Regions from separate parts of the Mus musculus genome. Here region 2 is linked to region 1. Evidence: chromatin contacts called from public ChIA-PET data. All regions are on one chromosome and are shown on one strand. The core of a region is the stretch at or near the end of the contact, and the rest is flanking DNA. Distances in the headings are between cores, read along the strand shown. Region 1 holds the start of Lclat1 (lysocardiolipin acyltransferase 1). Region 2 overlaps Lclat1 (lysocardiolipin acyltransferase 1).

Region 1 (5,193 bases), core at 2,316-4,815:
AGCTAGTGCCGACTTAGTGTTCCTAGTGCAGTGGATGTTGTTAGGATTCTTTCAGTCACCTGATGCTCCGAACTCTGGTCGCTAATGGATCTCAGATATTCTTCTTCTCCAGAGGAGAATTCCTTCAGAGGAATGTGAGCACCTTGCTGCGCTGGTTCCGTACCGCATCCTCAAGTTACCCGTTCTTGATAGCTGATCAATATAGGAATATAACACAAAGGAATCAACTCCTTTGCCTCAAGGCGGTTGTAAGCATTCCAAGCAATTCCTGCTGAAGCTGGTCTCTAGCTGAGACCATGTTGCTACTTTCCTCTCTCCTCTCCCTAATCTGTTTCTTTCACCTCCACCTTCTTCTCTTGAGAGCAAGAGTCTTGTAAGCACATCTTTGCTTCAGCACCCCCTGCCCCCAATTCTAGGAAGCCACCAGCAGGAGGTGGTCCTAGGAAGCCAACAAAAGATGGCATTCTCAAGAGGACAGGAAGGAAAATGAGAACAAGTCCCATTGCTAGGCAACCGATCCCATAGCTACTTACTGAACTATTAACAGTACCTGGGCTAGCATGGCAGATGACTTTGCTGAACAAGGAAGGGTGCAGGAGGAGAAGTGCGTTAGCTGCTTTGGAGACTGACGGGTTTGAAGAAAATACTGTAAGGACTTGGAGATTAGTGACTATTATTATATAAGCAACACGGAACTGGAAGACAAGGTCAGTAGATTTTTAAAAGACTTTTCGACACATGCATCCTAACTGAAGACTAGGTATAACCCCAGAAATTTAAGAGCTAGCTAGCTAGTCATCTTGGACATATTTCCAATGCCAAAGTTGGGGTGCTGACCCAGAAACAGCAGAGCATGCCTTGGAGTGAGGCTTACTTGAGAACTTGGAACCCTCAGATTCAAGTAGGCCTCTTTGCCTCTGTTGGAAGATACAGGGTCCACTTACTTGGGTCTGTGTGGCAAATCTCATCTTGTCTTGACAGTTGAGGAGGGAAATCAGTGTCCCACCTCCCATGGTCTGAGCTCTGGGAGCCAACTCTAATATACTGCTGGGATGACTCTTAAAATCCAGGGAAAGCAAATGACCACGTTGAAAGAGAGATCCCAGAACTCTCATGGTACAATGTGGAAATAGAAATAAAAACAAAAAAAATCAGAGAAACTGCAAATGGATTGGCCAACTGACTAGAAACTTTTCTGGCTCCCTCTGTCCCCCACAGCAAGGGCCTGGATGACATTGCTTATCACTCCGAGGCTCAAGGCTCTGCCAGAGAGTAACAGCATCACTGAGAAGCTCAGAGGTGTTTGTCTTCTAAAAGCAGGACATGTCTAATGGGACTGTTGTTATTTATAATAGTCGCATCGGGGAATGAAAGATGCCAGAGGAGCCGAGACAGTTCTGAGAAGCAGTGACAATCTAATTACCATAATGGATGGCAAGGTTGAAGTGGCATCCAGGGATCTTGACCTGACCTTCTGAAGATGGCTGATGGAACATAGCATCCTTTTCTTTAGGCAGGGGGTATGTGGGCAGACGATAATGGTACTGTATAATATATAGTCTGAGCTGATGAGCGATAAGTGAAAAAGTGGGTTCAGACGTCACCCCAGTAGAAAATTCTAATCTGCTGCTCAATTTCAAGACCTGAGAGGACTCTTAGGCTGCAAGGACTGAAGGAGAGACTGCTGTACATGAGGACCCACGTTTCTTCTTCTTCAGTCCTTTTCCAAAGTCTCTTATATGCTATAGATCAGGCTGGCTTGGAACTCACAGAGATCTGCCTGTTTCTGCCTCTCCAATTCTGGAATTAAAGTTGTGAGCCACCACTGCCTAGCCCCCCCCCCCTTTTTTGTGTCTTAAATAACTACAGACTGGGGAAAGAAAAGTACTCTGATTTATTTTTATGTTGAGAAATGTTGGTTAAAGGATCTAAGTTGAGGGGGCTATCCTGGAGTCTCGGGTATCCATCTTTCTTCACTACTCTCCTTTAATCCATTAGAACAAAAGAGGAATCTCTAGTAGAGGGAAGGCTATGTATAGACTCTTTAAATCCTCAGAGAACTCACAGCGGTGCATTCTTGAGAGGTTCTGGGGGATCCCCATGTTAAGTTCAAAACAATGACAAGCCTTAAAATTCCTAAGATTTTCCCAGAACTCTTGAGTTTAGAGACAAAAGTGAGGTCCGTTCAACCTCTGAGGGATAACTGCATTTTTGTGCTGCTTTTTTTCCTTCGTTGTATTTTCTGTTTTCTAATACAATTGTGGCACATCTCAAACACTTAAGTATTGAATAAAGGTAAAGGAGAGGTAACGCTGGCTCTGAGCGCGAAGGCACCTTGCATTTGTTTTTTAAAATTTAGAGTCTTGCAGAGGCAGTCTCCTGGCTCTGTTATGGGGACTGCTGGGACTACAGGCATGTACTACCACACAAGGCTACCCTGAACTTAAAAATTCATTTCTCTCTGTTTCATGTTAAATAAACAGATTAAATGAATAAACATAAATGAAAAGCTGTTGAAAGGCTCTGTCGGCTATGTGTGGACATTTCATATTTTTAAAGATGTCTATTATCTGTTAAAAGTCAGCAAGAAGGTATTGTGCAGGGGAAACGCAAAGAGGTTAAATTAACCAGTCTCTAGCATCCAGGTGCTTAGTCTGGTAGGTTTGGAGCCAGATCCAACACTGTAGAAAGGCACAAAGACCTTTCCAAAAGAGTGTCCTACAAAACCAAACCAAACCAAACCAAACTTAAAAAAAAAAAAAAAAACCCAAAAAACCAACAAACAGAAAAAAAAAAAAAAACCAAAAAAACCAACAAACAGAAAAAAAAAAAAAACCCAAAAAACCAAACAACAACAACAACAACGACAAAAACCCGACAGCAACATAAAAACTGATTGGGCCATCCAGAAGAGGAAACGTTGAGACTTGAGCAAACACTGCGAATTAGCAACAGTTGCGCACCACAGAACCTGGAGTTGCTTTTTGACTTGGGGCAAGAAAATAACGCTTGTCATTTAGTGTCTCTGCGTTTTCCATCCTGCAACTTTAGGGGTTGAATGAAGGTGCGTTTAGTTTTACACCATCAGGAACCTGGCTCTAGAACTGACTGCGTGATCATTTGCTCTTTACATGAGGCAAGAAAGTAAGAGTTGTAAATGATTGCCTCCGATTTATTTTCCATGAGGTAACCTCAGGCGTTGAAGGTGTCTTGAGTTTTGTGCCAGCAGAAACTCAGGCTCTAGAATTGGCTGGATACTAAATTGCCCTTTGATTCCTGACGTAAACGTTAGGCTTGCAAATGAGTGCTCTAGCTTTGCCATCCCCCTACGCAACCACTAGATTCCCCGGAGACCACCGCTTGAGTTCTCATTTTTGGTTTCTTGCTCCTCTACCCCTACCAGCTTTGGCAGGCATCTGCGCCTGGCCACACTGATCTGGGGCGCGGTTCCTTTAAAGGAGCTTAGACGACGCCCGGGGTCTCTCCCCACTGCGGAGCAGGGGCGGAGCGCCCGGTTCAAGGGCTTCCCACGCAGCCGGAGACGCCTTGCGTCACTGCGCCAGGAGCCAATCAGGGTGGAGCCCGGAGGGACGCATTACTAAGGCGACGGGGCTCGACGCCTCCCCGCTTCGGGATGAATTAGCGGCGGGTTCTTCTCCCAGGTTGTGACCCCCGTGGAGTCGCTGTCTCGCCCCAGTGTCCCCGCGACGTCGCGCGTTTCCCCCGGTGTGTCCCAGGTGCGCGGCCCGCGGTGTCAGGTGTGGGCTTCGGCGCGGGAACATGGCGGCAGCCAAGGGATTTTTTTTTCCCGAGTGGGCGGATGGAGAGCTGCGGCTCGGCGGCTTTTCCCCGGAGCAGGCCTCCTCGGGTGGGCCCTGGGGGACGGACACTGGCGGGAATTGGGTGGAGGGCTTAGGGCGATCGGCTCTTGGGAGGGAGGCCGAAGCCTCCAGAGCTGATCAGGATGCGGGGGCGAGGAGCGTCGGGTGCCCCTTCTGTGCTCACCTTCCTGTCCACACCACACCTCGGTGAAACCCGGGAGCTGCCGGGTCCCCCTACACCGCCTACGGTGTGTCAGGGTCCAGATTCCAGGAGCACAAGGCTTTCCAGGGGTCGCCACGTGAACGGCCCACAAGAGAGTTTTTCAGGGTTCAAGCAGTTTGTTTCTTGCAGGTGACAGAGGTGTGCCCTAGGTCTAGGTGGCAGTGCCACAGAAAGAACGATAGGCCACATTGAAGGCTGACTTCGAGTCCAATTTTCCTTTTTATTGGCATTCGCTCTAGCTAAGGGCTGGCCTCTCATGGTCCTTGCCTCTGCCCTTGTATTGGTGCGATAACAGGCGTGCTTCACCACGCCCACCTGGCAGGTTTGGTCTCTCAGGTTGTATCTTTTTTGTTGTTCTTTTTTTGTTTGTTTTTGTTTTTGTTTTTTTTTTCGAGACAGTGTTTCTCTGTATAGTCCTGGCTGTCACTTTGTATCACTATGTAGACCAGGCTGGCCTCAAACTCAGAAATCTGCCTCTGCCTCCGAAATGCTGTGATTAAAGGCGTGCTCCACCACGCCCGGCTTCTCAAGTTGTATCTTAACATCTAAGATTATGTTTGACCAGAAGCAATAAAGACAAGGCATAAGGTGTTTCTTTGTGGTTGTGGAGCTGTTTTGTTTCCTGGTTCTTGCCTGAAGGCTTAGTCGCCTCTGATTGGATGTAGACAGAGCTGAGTTTTACATTCAGTTAAGTCCAAGGAAAGTATTGAAAAAGAAATTGGTGAAGGCCTTACCAAGATAAAATGCTTCCCATTCATACCCATCACGTGTTTCGGGAAAGAAACCCCCTGTCACAAAAAGTTTAAAGAGTTGGATGGGCTACTTTTTAAAATACTATTTTGATGAAAGACTTTGCAAAATTCATGTATTAAAAAATTTGTATTTGTGTATGCGAGGCTGCATGAGTTTATATTCACCACACAGTGTGGTGACACTGGAGCTGGAGTTTCAGATGGTTTTTGAGTCACCTAATGTGGGTGTGGGGAACCCAACCCTGCTCCCTTAAAAGAGGAGTAAGTGCTTTAAACCATTGAGCTATCACGCCAGGCCTTAGACTTAGGTGTTTTTGATTTAGTAAAGGAATTGAAAAGACACAGAGCACTTAGCTTCAGTCCTAATAGCTTCTGTCTCAGGGGTGCCCCGAGTATC
Region 2 (4,633 bases), core at 425-2,924, 56 kb after region 1:
TTCTTTCTATGTTCTTCATGCATTTTCTTTTATATTTCATATAATGAAAGGTATATTTTTTATATCTAAAAATATATAAATGTTAAAGATTGAAGAGTTTTTACATTATTTAAATTTATTCTGCATATCCATTTTGTGTTTTATAAAGCAGTGATGCCTATTAAGATTCTATTGGGTCAGGGAAAGAATATCAACAGATTGTATGAAAAAAAATTAAGTAAAAATGTAACCCACCCCACAAAGCTTCTAACAGTGAACAGCTTCCTAACTTCTCAGAGGCGGGTTTGATTCAGTTCTTTCCAGTAATTACAGAGATTAGGAACTTACAAAAGACATGTGACTTCTCTGTGCAGATGAAGCGAACAGATTGGGTAAGATCAGAGTGCACTCAGTGTTCCGTAGTCATGGGGCAGGCGGCACTCTACAAGGTCATCATGGTGCTCTGAGAGCATCCCTCATCTTGAGCTGATGGCTGTTGGTTTCTAGTCCCAGCTCCTGCCTCCTCTGGTACTGGGAAGAGGCCGCTGCCAATCAGTGAGCAGTGCGTGCTTGTCTTTCCCTTGGGGATTGTTCCAGTCCTTTCTCCTTAGCAACAGTGAATTCTTCTTTCTGCTTAGGCTACTGGGCTTGTCAGACTGTTTTGGTAGGGAGGCCAGGTGTTTAGCGTCTGAAAAAGAAAACAGGAATGGAAACAGTCTTCCCTGATTGGTAAGGCCCCTTTCCATCCTGTTTCATCGCCATTCATCACTGAGGCAGCAGGCAGCGCGCCTGCCGTCAGGGTGAACGTGTCTTGTGGCTGCCGTGGGCCCTTCAGATTCAGGTTGACTCAGTTCCTGAAGTGGTGCTTGGGTAGGTTTACATGAACAGAAACAGCTGTGTGTGTGGTGGTGGTGGCTCACACCTGTAATCTCAGCACTTGAAGGGCAGGCGAATCTCTGAGTCTGCCGCTAACCTGGTCTACAGAGTGAGTTCCAGGACATGGGGTGGGCATGGGAGGGTTTCCTGACCATTGACTTTTAAATCATTTATAGTGTATTTTTCTTGTTGAAAAATGAATCCTGTAGTGAGGGCTCTTAAACTCGCAACCATCACTTCTAAAAGTTAGCCTTCCCCTCTTGCCGTTACTTGTGCTTTCAGTTTTCTATACAGATGTGTCTGCTTTATAAATGCAGTACTGCATGCAGCCTGGTCCTCCCAGCTTTCTCAGCACCTTCTCTCCCTCCTCCTCCTCCTCCTTCTCTTCTTTCTCTTTTATGGACACTTGCAGTTAAAGCGTTCTGTTCTTATTCTGTAATGAAATACACTTGACAAAAGGTTCTGACCTCTTCAACATCCTGGATCTCCATAGACACTTAGGCTTGCAGGTGTCTGCCCTGCCACACCTTGCCTGGCCTCAGCTGCTCTCTGAAGTAGATTCTAGGGCCTCTTCATTCTTGCATCTGTCGTGCCAGCAAAGCCAGTCCTACGTGGACAATGCTGTCACATTCTTCTACCAGCTTGAGATGTGACTAGGTCCCCTTTGGAGCACTGCTATCAGCTTCCACGTGCTTATACTGGAGAACACTTACCCAGACAGCTGCTTTCAAGGCAAGGGGAGCACTCTCAGCTACATTTCCTGATCAGGCTCTCTTTTCAAGTAAAATTTCCTTCTCACAAGTTGGAGCCCTTAATGGGTAAAGTCTTTCTCTTTGGGCTCATTTCCTGTTGTCACAGAGCACAGCCAGGTGTTTCTGTGGCTGTAAGGTTTAACTTTTGAGCTCTTTCCTCCTCAATAGACTGCATTTTCTTTTAAGTCTTACCCCCACTCCCAGGGTTTGTTTCTGTTGCTCTGGCTATCCTGGATCTAGCTCTATCTGGATCTATCCTGACTTTTTCTTCTTCTCTTTTTAACTGTAAACCTGGGTAAATCTAGTAAAAAGTAGCCATGCCACAGAATAAAATGCTCTCTTGTCTGAGAATTTCCTCTGCCAAACAGAAGTGATTAGCTTTAAATTCACTTCACCGGTGTTTTCAAGACACAGGCAGATTCTTTGATGTAATTACGAACAGGACAGATGAGAGTTCCATCTTGTGGGGGTGACAGTCCATTACCTAAAACATCCTCTTCAGCTGTGAGCTTGTCTTAGGGTTTTACTGCTGTGAACAGACAGCATGACCAAGACAAGTTTTATAAAAAAACAACATTTAATATGGGCTGGCTTACAGGTTCAGAGGTTCATTCCATCATCAAGGTGGGAGCATGGCAGCATCCAAGCAGGCATGGCATAGGCAGAGCTGAGAGTTCTACATCTTCATCCAAAGGCTGCTAGTGGAAGACTGAGGATCTTATGCCCACACCCACAGTGACACACCCACTCCAACCAGGTCACACCCATTCCAACAAGGCCACACCTCCAAATGATGCCACTCCCTGGTCCAAGAATATACAAACCATCACAGAGCTTATTCACCCTGTCTTTTCTGCTTTTCATTTGAATGAAAAACTTTCTTTTTTCTTTCTGTTAAATGAGGTAGAAGTTGACTGTTACTCTGTTTTATCAGAAAACCAGAGATCCACTTACCTATGCCTCTCAAGCCCTGGGGTTAAAAGCATGTGTCACCATGATCAGCCCATAAAGCTTTTAATTTTAAACAAACCAGCAGAAACATTGAGAAGTGCTTTAATGAATAATCTGTGTGTATTTCTGTGGTGGTAGGCTCGTGCATAGAAGAACATGCCCTGTATTTCCTCTATTGCTGTTCACTTATGCCTTGAGTTAGTGTTTCCCACACCAGAAGCCAGCGAGCCTCCCTCAGCAGCCCTCCTGTCTCCATGCACACTGGAGGAACTGCAGCTGTGAAGCAGGTCCAGCAACAGCACTGGCCAGCCCTGGTTAGGGAGCTCTACCTAGCCGCCCAACGCAAGAAACCAAGACTACAGCACATCCTTATGCCCAACTTCAGTTTAAATTCCAAACCATTTACATGTAAGTCCTAGTTTATTTTATAACTAGTGGAGAAAGGCTTGATCAAAGGGGATTAAAAAAAATCCAACCCCTCAAACACTATGAAACAATTCAACATTGACAGTGAATGAGCTATGAGCATGTGTGGTAGAATGAAACACAAACATGACATTGAAAGAGGAGCAGAAACAGGTCATAGATTTGAATATCCACAAGTAAGGCTTTCTAAAAGAGCTTTAGAAGGAAATACACTCAGTACAAAAAGAAACAACTACAAAGTTGTATCCACGGCTACTTATTCCCAAAAGAGGACACTTGGGAGGCTGTGGTAGGAGTTTGAGCCTAGATTCTGGACAATATAAAGGAGAAATGAAAGGGGAGCAAACCGGCTCACTGTGTAAGAGCTCTCATTTGTAACACACACTTTCCTTCTGAATATTCAATCTAAATTATAACCACGGGTACTAGAAATGTTAATTTAACAAACCTGGCAAGCATTTCAACATTCATTTGTGTCAGGAATTCGATGTAGATGGTATGCTGGAAGATTTTAGTAGACAGTCTTCGTGTATTCTTTGATAACAAAAGATTATCTTTTTAAAAGAAATTTTATTTATTTATTTTATTGGGTATTTATTTCATTTACATTTCCAACGCTATCCCAAAAGTCCCCCATACCCTCCCCCCACTCCCCTACCCCCCCACTCCCCCTTTTTGGCCCTGGCGTTCCCCTGTACTGGGGCATATAAAGTTTGCAAATCCAATGGGCCTCTCTTTCCAGTGATGGCCGACTAAGCCATCTTTTGATACATATGCAGCTAGAGTCAAGAGCTCCGGGGTACTGGTTAGTTCATAATGTTGTTCCACCTGTAGGGTTGCAGATCCCTTTAGCTCCTTGGGTACTTTCTCTAGCTCCTCCATTGGGGGCCCTGTGATCCATCCAATAGCTGACTGTGAGCATCCACTTCTGTGTTTGCTAGGCCCGGCATAGTCTCACAAGAGACAGCTCTATCTGGGTCCTTACAGCAAAGTCTTGCAAGTGTATGCAATGGTGTCAGCGTTTGGAAGCTGATTATGGGATGGATCCCCGGATATGGCAGATTCTAGATGGTCCATCCTTTCGTCACACTTCCAAACTTTGTCTCTGTAACTCCTTCCATGGGTGTTTTGTTCCCAATTCTAAGAAAAGTGTCCACACTTTGGTCTTCGTTCTTCTTGAGTTTCATGCGTTTAGCAAATTGTATCTTATATCTTGGGTATCCTAAGTTTCTGGGCTAATATCCACTTATCAGTGAGTACATATTGCGTGAGTTCCTTTGTGATTGGGTTACCTCACTCAGGATGATGCCCTCCAGGTCCATCCATCTGCCTAGGAATTTCATAAATTCATTCTTTTTAATAGCTGAGTAGTACTCCATTATGTAAATGTACCACATTGTCTGTATCCATTCCTCTGTTGAGGGGCATCTGGGTTCTTTCCAGCTTCTGGCTATTATAAAATTCAGGTATATTGTATCCTATATCTTGGGTATCATAAGTTTCTGGGCTAATATCCACTTATCAATATTCTCAATAGTCACAAATAATAAAAAATACTTTGGCGTGACTAACTAAGGAAGTGAAAGATCTGTATGATAAGAACTTCAAGACTCTGAAGAAAGAAATTAAAGAAGATCTCAGAAGATGGA

Evidence for each region. ChIA-PET counts read pairs in DNA pulled down with a chosen protein or histone mark.
Region 2: an RNA polymerase II ChIA-PET map of memory CD8 T cells shows a contact between it and region 1, with 899 read pairs. The contact joins the enhancer-like site here to the promoter of Lclat1 in region 1. A contact is called at or near these places in 1 of 39 promoter capture datasets (liver), 2 of 15 datasets of contacts at CTCF or cohesin (CD8 T cells and the NIH/3T3 cell line), 21 of 484 Hi-C or Micro-C datasets (the C10 cell line, CD4 T cells, CD8 T cells and 9 more), 13 of 115 datasets of contacts at active chromatin or transcription factors (CD8 T cells, the HPC-7 cell line, the SCID.adh cell line and 8 more) and 3 of 9 other capture datasets (adipose tissue, liver and pancreatic islet).

Annotation. Positions count from the first base shown.
Region 1 is chr17:73,104,420-73,109,612 of GRCm38.p6, forward strand. Lclat1 (lysocardiolipin acyltransferase 1) reads left to right here and starts at 3,566. Exons shown (of 6, transcript NM_001177967.1): 1 at 3,566-3,737.
Region 2 is chr17:73,162,212-73,166,844 of GRCm38.p6, forward strand. All of the region lies in intron 2 of Lclat1 (lysocardiolipin acyltransferase 1), which reads left to right. Among named protein-coding and RNA genes, the nearest start is that of Lclat1, 57 kb to the left of the region's middle. Within about 2 kb of position 1,675, at least 52 of the 459 cell types and tissues checked have an H3K27ac peak or open chromatin away from gene starts, as enhancers often do. A contact at or near this core is called in CD8 T cells, the SCID.adh cell line, Th1 cells and 7 more, where this site is marked.